Linked DNA regions of Hordeum vulgare: region 2 is linked to region 1. Evidence: chromatin contacts called from public Hi-C data. All regions are on one chromosome and are shown on one strand. Each heading gives the region's core, a stretch centred on a gene start, on an enhancer-like site or on the middle of the called end of the contact. The rest is flanking DNA. Distances are from core to core; before and after follow the strand shown.

Region 1 (7,852 bases), core at 3,036-5,535:
CTAGAATACATTAAATGGCTGATTTTATACCTGTTAATTTATGTGTCATTGCGTGTTAATACAAATGTTGCTAATGAGTTTAATTTGTAAGCTATTTTATTGCACATGCCATGAAGCTCACAAAACGACTGCCACATGAGTGTGTCCACCCTAACATTGCACGTGCAATAACAATACATAGTATCTTTACTTTCAAAGGGCGATCTGCCGTCTGTCGTGATGGTTCAACCTCCTAACACTAGCTATCCTTCCACCCACAACATTCCACCATTTTTTAACCGTCCAAAAACCAATTGGTTCAATAAAAAAACCAGTACAATAAAAAAAACCTCTACCTCCCCACCTCATCCCCCTCACTCGATGCGTTTCATACAACGTAACAAAATGAGAAAAAAGGAAAAAAATCACCCACTATCCCACGATCCAATCTCCCCCAACCCCCTCGCCCTCGTTGTCGTCTCTTCCGAGAGAAATCTCCCCGCTCTGCCTTACACTCTTCACGTCGCCCCACACCCAACGTCGTTCTTCTCTCCCGTTACTACCCCGTTTGCTCCCTCTACCAAATCCGTCTCCGCATAAATTGCCGCCCATCTGTTTCTACGCACCTTCTCCGGGGGCGGCGGTGAACCGGTGATAAGTTGCTGTGGAGGTCGAGGAGGAGGAATAGGACAAGTATGTGAGTCGCGGTGGTGGAGGTCGAGGAGGAGGAGGATGAGAGGTACGCGCTCGACAGTCTGTGCAGGGTGCTCGCTGGAATGCCCATGCCAATTGGTGCCACCTTGCTTCTCGGTGGGGTCAATCTCGCCATCTAATCCAGTCGCACCAACCCTGGTGAGCTCTTCCTCTTCACGTCTGCCGATCTCAAGGCAGGTGGGGCTTGCTTTATGAGTAGTTTCTGCTTTATGTGCCCCGTGCATCCTTTCTTGTCAGCAATTTGAGTTCTTTCTTTGGGGGATTGGTGCAGAACAGGGTTCCCCTTGGTTCCCTAATTGATAGGATGGGAAACATGTGGCATACTGGCATATCTTCATCGAAGGCGAGATGAACGACATTCTTGCATGGTGGAAGGTCAATTCTTCGAGATTCTGAGTGTTGTCACACTTGGCTCGTGATGTTTTAGCAATTCCTATATCTACGGTTGCATCAGAGTCGGCCTTCAGCACCGGTGGCCGTATTTTAGATCAATTCAGGAGCTCCCTAACTCCATTCATGGTTCAAGCACTTGTCTGCACACAAGATTGGTTGAGGCGATCTATTTCTATAAACGACGAAGATGACACTACAGAATTAGCTAAGCTAGAGGAAGGTAAGTAGATAATTTACTTGATATATTTTCTTTGATTTCCCCCATATCACTCACTAATTAAATATTCTTTGCTTATATTTTCAGCATTACTTGAAGAAATTAACGGACTCAATATTTCTAAGAACAGCTCCAATAAGGATAATTCGATCATCATCGATGATTCTAATTCCTAAACATGGTGTGGTTCCTTACTAAATTTACTACATATTTGTTACTGTTTATCAGGTTAAAAATATACCGAGGAGTGCTAACAAATTTACTGTACTGCATACTGAGATCCTGAAGCCTTGTTCCTGTGATGAAGTCCCATTTCTTCACGTTTCTGCCTTTTATTTTATTTCCATCCACTTGTGTGTGACAAAATAAGAATTATGCTATTTTCTTTTGCTGCTACATATGTGAGACTATTTGTTATACTTTCCTACGTGAGACTTTTTCACTATGCCTTATCCATATAAATGAAACGTGCGCCTTCCATGACAGCCAACAATGTGGCATCTCAACTATCATATTTAGGAATCATATTTTCCAGTAGGTTTCTATCTCTTGCGATTATTATTTGCATTATAGTATAAATTGAATTTATAGGAGCTTACTTGATCTGCCTTTTGTATTGCTCTACACCATGAAGCTGAGGGGAGCATGATCTTCCTCTTGCTAATGCAAATTTTGTTGATTCATGTATGATTTGAAAGATTCTTCGTTGTGATGGATTTGGCACCAACCCACTATAGATCGCAGATGAAGTTCAAGAAACTACACATAGAAAAAAATTAGTACAAAATGGGCACTATGGACCGCTGATGGATTTGGCACCAGTGCACTTAGAGTAGCATATTCTTCCAAAAATATACCACCATGTCTTCTTATATAATAAAATTAATGTACCAACTACTCTAGCAACTCTGAGCAAAATAACAATGAGAAGGACATGTGTTCTGCTAGCTAAACTGAAGTAAAATATACTATGTAGGTGGCATCAGAATACTTTGGTTAAACTGAAATGTGAATTACTTTTCTCTTAAGGGTAATAAGCCTGATGCCTCCTGTGCAATCAAGAGAAGTGACAAGGTATTTTATTTTAGTTATATAAGATAGAGTTGTCATGACAACCAAATACTGTATATTACAAGATTATTTTACTAAACTTAATTGGAATCAAGAAATAGAATAAGGTGCTAATACTTGTGTTGCATAAATCTCTAGGTTGCTCACTACATGCACTGATGAAGTTTGTAGCACTAATACAAGGTGCTCGAGCCCGACGACACGCCCACTGATTTCGTAGCGCTGGCCAACATCGGAGTTGGACATGCCCGCACCTGTTTTTTAGCTTCGAGGACGGCATTGTAAACGTATGTACTCGGGTGGTCCTCCGCATGAGGTAACCTACGTGGGGTTCTACTCAAGTCCCACTATTACGTGGCAGCAGGTCCCGTCCCCTCTCCTTCTCCAGCATGTTCAACCTGGTGGCATCGCAGCAGTGACAGGTGCGGTGTCATGTCAGAATAAGATAGCATATGTTCTTTCCCCCTCCTAATTTTTATGGTCGGCATCAGGATCCCAACCTACCAATCAGTGTCTCCAAACCTCACTAACATCTTCAATTGGTACTCTTTCTTCCCCCTCTCTTGTTTTGCTTGGCGCTGATCACTGGTCGTTAGCATCATTGGTTGTGCTCTTTTCTTCTAAAGTTGGCATGTTATGCATTGCTTGAGATGAGGGTATGTGATGGAGATGGCTCTCGTAGCGTGAGGCTTTCATTTATTAGGTTTATAATTTTGACATGATTTAATGATATGAACTGTATGTTTTGTTTTCTACAATAGAGGTTTTTTTTCTTTGCAATACGGTGCTAGCTATGTTTCATCCTATTATTATAGGCTGCTTTGCATTCGATGGCTATACAGTAGCATGCTCTAAGAAAAAAGGTTATGTTTCATATTATTATTATCTATTTGCTTGCATTTGATGGCAAACCGACAAACGATGTATGCATCTTTGCCTAGTCATTAAACCGATAAATAGTTCAATTTTTTTAGAAAGAGTTTATATACTTCACAATACTAGCTAGAGATTTTTATGATGCTTTGTTTTCACGAGCGTTTAGCTTCCCTTTGACAGTAGACTATGTGATAATTTGTAATAGAGTTAAGAAAATGAGCAACGCATACTTCCAAAATTGTGCACTGCATTATTACTGAAATATATTTTATGGTGCATTATGGAAGGAAGTGAGCAGTTCCAGGTACATTCGAAAAAGGCATGAACTCAGGCGATAGAATTTCTAACTGAAGTTTTGTATAGTAGTTAGCTTGGCCTAATTTGCTGAAACGGAGAATAATTTTGAAAAACCTCGAATAAATTTGGAACAACGAATAATTTTTTAAAGCACGAACATTTTTTGAATCTTAAGAACAAAATTTGAAACCGAGAACAAAATTGAATCTTAAGAACATATTTTGAAAGATACAACAGTTTTTTAGAAATACATAACATTTTTTTAGAAATACATAACATTTTTTAAAAATCAAGAATATTTTTTAAAATTACTTAACTTTTTCAAAAATCCAGGATTTTTTTTGAAATAGAAAAGAAAAAAAGAAACAAAAATGAATGAGGAAAAAAGAAAAGAAAAAACATTCACGAAATTTCTAGAAGGTTCCCAAAACCCGAAAAAACCGGTGGGAACTCTAGAAGGTTCCCAAAACCGGGATGCTGCAACTCGCTAAATGAGCCAATCCATTTAAAATCGCTCCTCTCCCTGTTATGTGCGAAGCCCCAACGCAGCTTTGCACACAGCGGTGAATAGGATATTCCATTTTTACGGAGTGATTATGTCTTGTATTAAGCATGGCGATAGAATGTCTCGCTGAAGGTGTTTACAGTAATTAGGATCTCCACGAGTTCTAGCCCGTTATAAGACCAGACTTGTTGTTGGGCTTTTTTCATCTTCCTTTTTAAATTTGATGAATGAGATAGTTTGTACACAACCACTATGTCTTGCATTAACCTACGCGATAGGATGTCTAGCTAAAGGTGACTACAGTAGGTGGGCCGGCCCAATTTGCTGAAGTTAATAAAGTTAAAATGAGGACAAAAGGGGGCTTAATGTTGGGCTTTTTTCCTCTTCCTTACAAATTTGATGAATGAGATATTTTTTACACAACAATTACGTCTCGCATTAACTGAGGCAATTGAATGTCTAGCTAAAGGTGTCTACAGTAGTTGGGCCTGTCCAATTCACTCAGGTTAATAAAGGAAAAATGAGGATAGAAAAGGGGGGGGGGGGAGAGAGAGGATGCGATCTCTCGTCTCCAGGTTGAGGAAAAGTGCGGCGCCACTTGGTTCACGTCAAGTTCATGATGAAGTTGTAGGGCGGTACTTCCTTTGTCGATGCAAGCCGGGTTTTCCACTGTTTTTCTCTGTTTTCCCATGATTTTCCCTTCATTTTTTCTCTTTTTTCATTATTTTTTGTATCAATATTTCTTATCCGTTCTCATTCTTTTTTCATGTGTTTAGTTGTTTCTTTGGTTTATTTTTTTATTTTTTATTTTTTGGGGTTTCTTTGTTTCTATTAGTTTTCATTCTACATTTCCTTTATTCCTCCTCTATCTAAATACTTATAGTTGGGGAGAACTAGTCTAGGTCTTTTCAACTACAAGTATTTAGGTACGAAGGGAGTATATGCCAACAACTATTTTTAATACATGTTTACATTTTCCAATACAAATTTAACATTTTTGACACATGGTTAACATTTTTTCTATGCACATTTAACATCTTTCGAATGCTACATTAACATTTTTGAAATACTTGTTTAACATTTTTTCATATGCTTGATTAATATTTTTATATATATGTTTCAAAAATTATCATTTTTAAATGCATGGTCAATATTGTTTTCTATATACTTTTAATATTTCCAAAAACTTGATTAACATTTTTTAGATACGTGTTCAACGTTTTTTTAAATGCTTGATTAACATTTTGATATACATGATCAAAACACTTTATTATTTTTGATACATGGTCAACATTCTTTCTATACACATTTAACTTTTTAAATGCTTGATTAACGTTTTAAAATACTTGTTCAATATTTTTCCAAATGTTTGATTAATAATTTTATATGCATGGTAAAAAAACACCATTCTTTAGTAAACGGTAAACATTTGTTCTATACACATTTAACATTTTTTAAATACTTGTCAACATTTTTTTCATATGTTTCATTAAAATTATTTGTATACATAAAAATGCATTTGTTTAATACATGGTCAACATTTTGTCCATACACATGTAACATTCTAAAAATACTTGTTCAATATTTATTCAAATACTTGACTAATATTTTTTGAATAGATTATCAATTTTTTATACATCATATACATTTTATCTATACACATTTAACATTTTCCAAATACTTGGTAATCATTTAAAAATGTTTTTATAGATTATTTTTTAACATCCACATATTTATAATATTTTAAAGTATAAAGAAAATAAAAAGTAAAGCAAAAAAGGAAAACAGTAAACAAAAAATAAGGACGGTCTATGTGGGGCTCCCTCGACGCGAGGTTGCCTTGTGTCTCGCTTATAGGAGACTAGGGGCGCCCGATATTTTAGGCCTCATTGGTTTGCTATGGAAAGAAATTCTAGGGTGAAAAAGGCACGTGTGTAATTTCATTGACATAGGGGGATCGACGGGGTGTTTTCACATTGTCATTTGACAGTTCGTGGAGTTCTCCACACAAAAGACAATCGAGAAGAGAAAACTAAATGAGAGGTTCTTCAACCTCGACGCGGCTTCATTAGAAAATTGAGACCATCTTCAACCTATTAACCAAGAAAATCAGCGCCTGACAACAAGCAAGGAGAGGAGATGCTGCAACTCAAACGACTGCGTGATGTAAATGTGCATATGGAACCTCTACGAGGACCACGCGCTAGATCTACATGGGGAAGAAGGCATGAGAGGACACAACAGGAGAAGGGAGTGCGGCAGGGCTAGGGGGACGTCGGAGCCAAACGATGTTGTAGTGCTAGAGGAAGCCATGATGTCGAACTAAGTGAACAAACGCAGTCGGGGGTAGAGTGATGAGGCAGAGGTGATGAGGCCGTGTACTAGGGGTGGCTTATGTAAGGGAGCCCGGCCTCGCTACTACATAGGTTCCACAAGGCCCAAGAGAAGAAGGGAGCCCTAATGGACAACGATGACCTTTGTGCTCTCTAAGACGAGAGGGTGGCGATGCCCTAGATCGTTTCCACCGTCAGGTAAACCCTAGACCTCTACTTCCTATATAAAGGGAGGCATAGAGTCCTCATATCCATCCAATCTCAGATCTAATAACTCTTGGTAGCAATTTCATACACCATCGTAACCCTCTGCACAAGGTATCCCCTCACCATGAATAACAAGAAGAAGCAGGACGTAGGGTGTTACTCTTCGAAGGCCCGAACCTAGGTAAACCATGTGTGTAGACACTATTGCAGGATGGTGTTCAAAGACAACACATGCATCACAGACCCTTCAATAAAACTGTTTACGATGTGAATCATAGCGTGTGCAATGTAATATCACAAAAAATGTGTGTGATGTCGTAACATCACACACATTTTGAAAAAATAGATGTGTGTGATATCGCGCAAACAACTTTTGCAAAAATTGTACGTGTGATGTTGCCTATTATTGCACATGGTTTCAAATAACGTAAACATGTGTGATGCATTCCATATGTTTTTACAAATTATGTGTGTGCAATGTACTCTATCATTGCACACAGTTATTATAATGCAACCGTGTGTGATGTCATGCACACAGTTTTTGCAAAAAGTGTGTGCGTGATGTAGCATATCATTGCACACGGTGTTAAAAACGCAAATGTGTGTGATGCCTTTCACACATTTTTTGCATACATAGTGTGTGCGATGTAGTCTCTCATCGCACACACTTTCATAAATGGACCTGTGGGTGGTGCGTGAAATTACTATTTTTCGACAGAATAATGGTTTTCACGATATGTTTGGTAGCAAGATAATTGTAACAAGAACGAATAGAAATAGTAATAATAAGTGCAGTAAGGTAGCCCAATCCTTTTGTGGCAAAGGACAGGCAGAACGATTTCTTATAATAGGCAAAGCGTTCTTGAGGGCACAAGGGAAATTCATCTAGTCACTTTCGTCATGTTGGGTTAATTCACGTTCGGTACTTTGATAATTTGATATGTGGGTGGAACACTGCTTGGGTGTTGTTCTTACTTGAACAAGACTCCCACTTATGATTGATCATCCCGCAAGCATCCGCAACTACGAGAAAAGTATTAAGAATAAATTCTAACCATAGCATTAAACATAGGGATCCAAATCAACCCCTTAAGAAGTAGCGCAAAAACTCGGGTTTAAGTTTTTGTCACTCTCGTAACCCATTATCTAATAACTACTCCATAATGCATTCCCTTAGGCCCAAAGATAATGAAGTGTTATGTAGTCAACGTTCACATGACACCACTAAGAGAATCACAACATTCATATCATCAAAATATC
Region 2 (7,852 bases), core at 3,966-6,465, 520 kb after region 1:
CCTCAAGCGATCAATTTTAAAGTGGAGCTAAAGCATTGAAAGACCGGCTCAACATATTTCTATCTAGCTGAAGCATTGAAAGACCGACTTAGCATCACACGGATTTCTTTATTTCCAATATCTTTATCAAAACCACCGGAGTGCAGTTGTTTGACCCGGCGCCACCAAAAATCAAAAACGGTCGATGACAATTGTGGATATTCAACACTGTGTCCAGCGCACACATGAGTCAGCTCATCATTGGACCCGTCGGGTTGCAGAAATCATCCACTCGTCGGACAACATTACGACCTCCCAAGTCGTCCTGATTTTGGAGAAATTCCCACTTTGAGTCGCTAGTCCTAAAGCTTAGTTGCCTAAAATGGAAGACTCAAGATATGGGTGATTTAATGGATGTTCTGACGAGGTATGCTGAGTCACACAACACGAAGGATCCCGGCTTGGACGAGGAGAAAGTTGGTAAGAACAAGAAAGGTGAAGGTGGCAAGAGCAATCAGCAAGGTGGAAACCGTGAAGGTCAAAAAATAACAAACAGAAGCAGCCCGAGGGCGGGTCAGAATTTGTGGCTAGCACCGTTACTGGGTTCAAGAACCAACACTGCTCTGGAGGAGATTACAATGGGAATAAGCCGCGCAATTATGAGGAAGTACTCAATGCACCTTGTCCAAAGCATAGTACCCAAGAGAAGCCATCTACTCACTCATGGGAGAATTGTTATATTATGCACGAGTTCTGGAATCAGGTATCCCAAAGTCACCAAGGGGCTATTGGTGGAGGACATTCGGGTCAGTATGGTCAAATCGGCTCACAAGGCGGCTCGTCTGGTGGGTTCTCACGATGAGGTTTCAATGAATCAGGCTGCTCGCAATCGAGTTTTCGGCACCAAGGAAAAACTAGCAAAGGGCAGCACTCTAATGAGGGTAATCACTAGCATAACAATCAATCTGGGTTTCAAAGCTACCCTAAGCAGTTGAACAATGGTCAATACCACATTTTCATCACCAACACTTGCAAACAAGACGAGAAGCGCAATCAGAGAGCCATTAATATGGTCGGGCCGGCAGTCCCTAGATACCTCAACTGGCCTGAGCATTGAAAGACCGGCTCAACATATTTCTATCTAGCTGAAGCATTGAAAGACTGGCTTAGCATCACACGGATTTCTTTATTTCCAATATTTTTATCAAAACCACCGGAGTGCACTTGTCTGACCTGGCGCCACCAAAAATCATGACCCGACATTTTTAAGGAACATACAAACGGCCGATGACAATTGTGGATATTCAACACTATGTCCAGCGCACACGTGAGTCAACTCATCATTGGACCCATCGGCTTGCAGAAATCATCCACTCGTCGGACACCATTAAGACCTCCCAAGTCGTCATGATTTTGGAGAAAAAATGCCACTTTGAGTCGCTAGTACTAAAGCTTAGTCGCCTAAAACGGAAGACTCAAGATATGGGTGATTTAATAGATGTTCTGACGAGGTATGCTGAGTCATACGACACGAAGGATCCCGGCTTGGACGAGGAGAAAGTTGGTAAGAACAAGAAAGGTGAAGGTGGCAAGAGCAATCAGCAAGGTGGAAACCCTGAAGGTCAAAAAATAACAAACAAAAGCAGCCTGAGGGGGGGTTAGAATTTGTGGCTAGCACCGATACTGGGTTCAAGAACCAGCACTGCTCTGGAGGAGATTACAATGGGAATAAGCCGCACAATTATGAGGAAGTACTCAATGTGCCTTGTCCAAAGCATAGTACCGACGAGAAGCCATCTACTCACTCATGGGAGAATTGTTATATTATGCACGAGTTCTGGAATCAGGTATCCCAAAGTCACCAGGGGCTATTGGTGGAGGAGATTCGGGTCGGTATGGTCAAATCGGCTCACAAGGCGGCTCGTCTGGTGGGTTCTCAGGATCAGGTTTCAATGAATCAGGCGGCTCGTGATCGAGTTTTCGGCACCAAGGAAAAACTGGCAAAGGGCAACATTCTGATGAGGGTAATCACTAGCATAACAATAAATCTGGGTTTCAAAGCAGCCCTAAGCAGTTGAACAATGGTCGATACCACATTTTCATCACCAACACTTGCAAACAAGACCAGAAGCGCAATCAGAGAGCCATTAGTATGGTCGGGCCGGCAGTCCCGAGATACCTCAACTGGTCTGAGCAACCAATCATTTGGAACAGAGAGGATCACCCTTCTCGAGTTGATAATCCAGGAGATCTACCTTTGATGGTGATGCCTCAGGTTGGTGGTTATACCCTCACAAAGGTCTTCATGGATGGAGTAAGCAGCATCAACATCTTATATTACGACACTTTCCGGCGGATGAACCTTCACGATAACAGTTTGCAAACTTCTGCCACGGTATTTTATGGCATTTTTCCTAGAAAATCAGCTTACCCAGTAGGACGGATTAAGCTCAATGTCGCTTTTTGGGGATGAACATAACTGCAGATGCGAATCCTTAATGTTTGAGGTGGCGAAGATAAAAAGCCCTTATAGGCTGTCATATGGTTTTCTTATCTCCAATATTTTCGTCAAGACAAAGCATTGTAGGCCGAGTCAACGACATATGGGTGTTTTATTCCCAATATTTCATTGCAAATGGCATTGACCAGCAAGATGATTGTGGAGACGGCTCGAAGAAATCAAGATTTTCAAGGAGCCACTTCATTGGAATAAGCGAGCCAAGGAGCAAGCCGGTCCCTTAACATATTTATTATTCTTATTTTAGGAGCTTACCATGAATAGATTCAAGCTAACCTGGGGGCTAATGTCAGGGATATACTCCATGGTATGACTCGGCCAGGAGGTTTGACCCAGCGAGGAGGTATGACCCGACCAGGTGGTTTGTCCCAGTCAGGAGGTATGATCCGGCTAGGTGGTATGACTCGGCCCATCATCTAGTGGCTCGTGGGACACCCCGCTTGCCAGATCGACCTGGACGACGAGAGCCAAGGCCTAGTGTGCAAGCCGGCGTAAGGCGGCTCATGGAGAGGCTTGGAGGGCGGTTCACACAGAAGGCCCAACAAGAGGATGAATTCCTTCCAAGGAAAGCTAGTCCAAGTCCTAGTAGGACTCTATGTAAGTCTACCCCTTCAACCTATAAAAGAAGGGATGGGGCACCCCAAGAGGGACAAGTCAAATTAGGTCTAGACAAGACAAATCATGAGATAGAGATATTAGACACCCTCGAGATTAGAGGTAGCAATTCCGCATCCTTGTAATCGACATCATCATCTTCATTAATGAAATACAAGTAGGACATAGGCTTTTACCTCCATCGGAGGGGCCGAACCTGGGTAACTCGCGTCTCTCGATTCCAACCAACCCCTCTCAAGCCGCCACATAGCTGCGATGGCTCCACACCTAAGTCCTTTCATGAGGACATTTGTCATGATAAAAATTCGGTGGAGAATATGGACGATCGGTCCATGAGACCTTGCTCGGTTCAATGACAAATGAACGGGATTGATAGATATTGGCAGGATTAAATCCTATCTAGGTCAAATCCCCCCAAATCCCCTTCAATCCACTCCAATCCACCTAGGGGTGGCTTAATAAAAAAAAGGCATGAGGGAGTCGGCTAGCGATGAGGGGCTACTAGCTTGGACAAAATAATTGTGGTTTGACCCTAGCTCTTCATGCGTCAAGTCACCATTTTACCTGATATCGGTCTCCTTAATCTGGTTGTGGCATGTGTTCTGGACATCTACGTCATGGATCTACACAGATTCCGCATGACACTCCTAGATATCTGGATGGGAAAGAATCCGATCGCATGTGTCCATATTATCAACCACTACGGATTCAAGCGGACGCGTGCGAAGCTTCACTTTCTTGTCGGTGTCATGGGACATGTCTAAGTCAAAATTTTTAAGGTTTTGATGGAGGTGGAGAAAGTTATGGCCGCTGCAATTAGAGGTCTTATAGCCTTGGTGGGAGGGTGCATTAGATGGTGTGAAGACTATGTGTCGGGTGTTTGGTGACTTGCAATGGTTGCCTCGTCAAGTGGGGGCGACGACATTGGAGGACTACATTTTTTATGCTCCTCCTCGAATACCGAGTCTTGATTACGAGGGGTGAAGACCTAAGGCCCTGCTTGTTTCATAAGTCCTAGGACTTTTTTAAGTCTCAACTTATAAGTCATAAGTCCCTACCTGTTTGTTTACAGGGACTTATAAGTCCCGAGTCCCTACCTGTTTGTTTACACGGACTTATAAGTCCATGTTGCACCTAATAATACACTTGTTCACATGGATCGTCATCAGCCAACGCGTACGACACACAGGATAAGCACCGCTGCAACGAGGCTCGGGAGAGGGCCTGTCCGGCGATTGGAGGCACCGCTGCAATGAACCGAGGCAGAACAAACCGAGGCGGGGCGGCGACGGGGCGGCGAACCGAGGCAGAACGAACCGAGGCGGGGCGACGACCGGAGCGATAGGTGGGGCGGCGACGGGGCGAGAGGCGGGGCGGCGGCGGCGATTGGACCGAGAGGCGGGGCGAAGTGCGGGGAACGAGCCTGGAGCGACGCGGGGTAGGTCCGGCCCGGGATAAGTCCCAATAAGCTCCTCGGTGAGAGTCTTTATTTGATAAGTCCCAAATCACCACAATAAGTCCCAATAAGTCCCTTGTGTTTGGTTTAGGTTGGACTTATAGGGACTTTTTTAAGTCCCTGGAAACAAACACCCTCTAAGTGTGACTTTTATTGGTTGCATCTCACAATGACCTTTTTGAAGGAATTGTTTTTTGGGTGAATTCAGACTTTCTTCACGATGAAAATCCAATATCTTTGATCAGACAACAACAATGCGTGTGCATTGCTTCTTTCTTAAAGACGTTGCTTTTCTAGAACCACTTTTGTAATTCGGATATTATCTTCAACGGTTGTTAGAGTGCTGCTGATGCTAGTGATTGATCACCTTAACCGTTTTTTTTTTGTTTTTTTTTTTGACTGTGTGTATTCTAGATGTTTTTAAATATTTTGTTGATACAAAAGGTAAATGTAATTGATATCTTTATTATATTAATATAGACTTTCCTTACTGGGAATTCTGCGAATCAAAGAAGGGCTCACATTTTCTTTTGAGACCACAGGAAACCTCGAAACCTTCCATCGGGCGATACGTGGGAATCCAATCTCAAACGAACGGCCGAGATGCATCCGGCCACCCCTTCCTTCTTCCGGTGGCCATCGTTCCCCGCAAACAGCTGTAAACTGCAGCTCTTCTCCCCCCGCTCGGTTCCCACTGCGATTCCACCCAAAACGCCAAAGGCTCTGCGCTTTCTGCCCCCCTCCGCCTCCGAGATCTCATCCATGGCGGAGGCCTCGGCGTCCCGCTCTCGGATCTAATCCCCCCTCACAGCCATTGCGGGATCTGTGGCCGGCGCCCCGACAGCTGCACGGGTCGCGGCGGCCAACCCGGTTCGTTGCGTTGCAAGATTTGCTTTGCCTCTGCGTGTCCTGGGTCGGTGGCGGGTAGTGGGTTTACTTCTCCCTGGTCCGTTCATGGTTCCTTGAAATGGGTGTCTGACGCGAGGGGGGTCGGCGCTACGGACTGTTTGCTGCGGCCATGTGGAAGCAGTTCCTTGGTAAGCTCTCGGGGAAGTCGCCGAAATCCGGCGGAGGCGGGGGCTGGGGATCTCCACCGCCCAAGTCCCCAACGTCGTATGACGTGAATGGGAGGCAGTGGGACTCTATGCGGGCGTCTCCTCCACTCGCGGCTATCGCCGGAGCGGAGGGAGAGACAAGGGAGGACGTGTTCCTCCGGAAGCTCAACGTCTGCTGCGTGTTGTTCGACTTCTCCAACGACCGGGGCCGAGACTCTCCGGAGAGGGAGCGAAAGCGGCAGGTGCTCATGTCTCTCGTCGACTGCCTCGGCACGGCGGAGGAGCCCCTCACGGAGGCGATGGTTTCGGCCTGTGTGCGTATGTTCGCCATCAACCTGTTCAGGGTCTTCCCGCCCAAGGTCCGGCCAGGCACGGGGGCAGCTGCCGAGGCTGACGAGGACGATCCATTCTTTGACCCCTCATGGTACCACTTACAGGTCGTGTACGAGCTGCTCCTCCGGTTCGTCACCTCTCCGGTAGTTGATGTGAAGGTGGCTCGCAAGTACTTGGACAATTCGTTCATCTCTAGGCTGCTTGATTTGTTAGATTCTGATGATCCTAGAGAAAGAGATTGCTTGAAGACAGTATTGCATAGGATATATGGAAAATTCATGGGTAATCGGCCCTTCATCCGCAAGGCTGTGAGCAATATCTTCTATAGGTTTGTATCCGATGCTGATCGTCACAATGGGATTGGCGAACTCTTGGAGGTGTTTGGGAGTGTGATTAGTGGGTTTGCGAAACCATTGAAGGAGGAGCATAAATTATTTCTGTGGAAGGCATTGATTCCTCTTCATAAACCGAAGACAGTGGGCATGTATCTGCCACAGTTGACATACTGCATTACACAGTTTATTGACAAGGAACCAAAGCTCTCAGGGACTGTGATCAGAGGCCTGTTGAAGTACTGGCCAGTGACGAACAGTCAGAAGGAGATGATGTTCTTGGGGGAGTTGGAGGAGGTGCTGGAATTGACAGAAATGCCTGAGTTCCAGAAGTGCATGGTCCCATTGTTTCGGAGGGTTGCACACTGCTTGAATAGCTCTCATTTTCAGGTGAAATTTTGTCCCAGGATATCGACCTGTAATATCCTATTGCCAGTGTTTGTTGTTTCATTAAGTTTCTTTACTAGCTTATAGCTCTCATTGTTGGTTGTCAGAACACTCATTTAGTTCAGGACTTGAGGCAGTTATTTCAATTGAAAATCTCTTGCATTCTTGTGGGCCGTCTTTGTATTTCGAACCAGCATCACATTTACCACCCAGATATGTGCTGTTGTATTCATTTTCAAATTATACTTTGCTCAAAGAATTCCCTTCAGAGATTCTTCACATTTGGATGTAGCTGCTATTTAATTGGCCACAAGGGCTAATGCTGAGTAATCACACCAATGCAAATTACATTCTTTCCTTTCTCCTTATGTTGTTTGTTGGAGATTTTTTCTTTGTATGCCTACACAAAACTTTATAGATGTGGAACACTTCTATGCGCCATGTGCTGATGAATGGAGAAACCTGTTGTTTTTGTTTGTGACATGATTTATTCTACAATTCGAACACTCCTAGCCTAGAAGCTAAGAATATTGTTCCTGCTTACAGGTTGCTGAAAGAGCCTTATTCCTGTGGAACAACGAGCACTTGTTCGGTTTGATCTCTCAAAACCACCAAGTTATCTTGCCAATCATATATCCAGCTCTTGAAAGGAATGCTCGTTTGCATTGGAACCAATCGGTTCTTAATATTACAATGAATGTCAGGAAAATGTTCTTTGACATGGATCAGAAGCTGCTGTTGGCTTGTCAGAAAAATTTGCAAGAGGAGGAAGAGAAGCAAGCCGCATCTGAGGAGCGGAGAAGGCTTATATGGGAGCACCTTGAGAGGAATGCTGCATTCCATCCAGTAACCAGAGACATCAGCTTTGCTGCTTTTCCTAAACCCGCTCCTCTGGTAGCTCCCACTATGACATAATATGTATGTGTTCAAATGGACTTCATTCCACTCGATTTATAGCACTATGGATGTTGTGCAGGGTATTTTGTCAACCCCCCCCCCTTCCCCGGCCCTCATTTGAAAGTCTGTAATTAATACCAGTTTCTTATCTGAGGACGAACCTTGATTCTTTCATGGTGTACTATCAAGTGATGGACATTTCTTTCTTTGACAAGATAATGCCCAATTCTAGTCGATTGTTCTGTGAAACGACTTTGGATTGGATATGTGAGGTCGTGAT

What was found. A called contact is a pair of places that touch in the nucleus more often than the background predicts.
Region 2: a contact with region 1 is called in a Hi-C map of seedling, with 2.5 times the contacts expected there. The contact joins the promoter of LOC123426814 here to the enhancer-like site in region 1. A contact is called at or near these places in 2 of 6 Hi-C or Micro-C datasets (leaf and seedling).

Annotation. Positions count from the first base shown.
Region 1 is chr1H:120,708,551-120,716,402 of MorexV3_pseudomolecules_assembly, forward strand. No RefSeq gene overlaps it. Among protein-coding and RNA genes, the nearest start is that of LOC123426779, 55 kb to the left of the region's middle. Within about 2 kb of position 4,286, at least 3 of the 3 cell types and tissues checked have open chromatin away from gene starts, as enhancers often do. A contact at or near this core is called in leaf and seedling, where this site is marked.
Region 2 is chr1H:121,223,903-121,231,754 of MorexV3_pseudomolecules_assembly, forward strand. LOC123426814 (serine/threonine protein phosphatase 2A 57 kDa regulatory subunit B' kappa isoform-like) reads left to right here and starts at 5,216. Exons shown (of 2, transcript XM_045110717.1): 1 at 5,216-6,678; 2 at 7,222-7,821. The coding sequence starts at 5,587. The coding sequence ends at 7,590.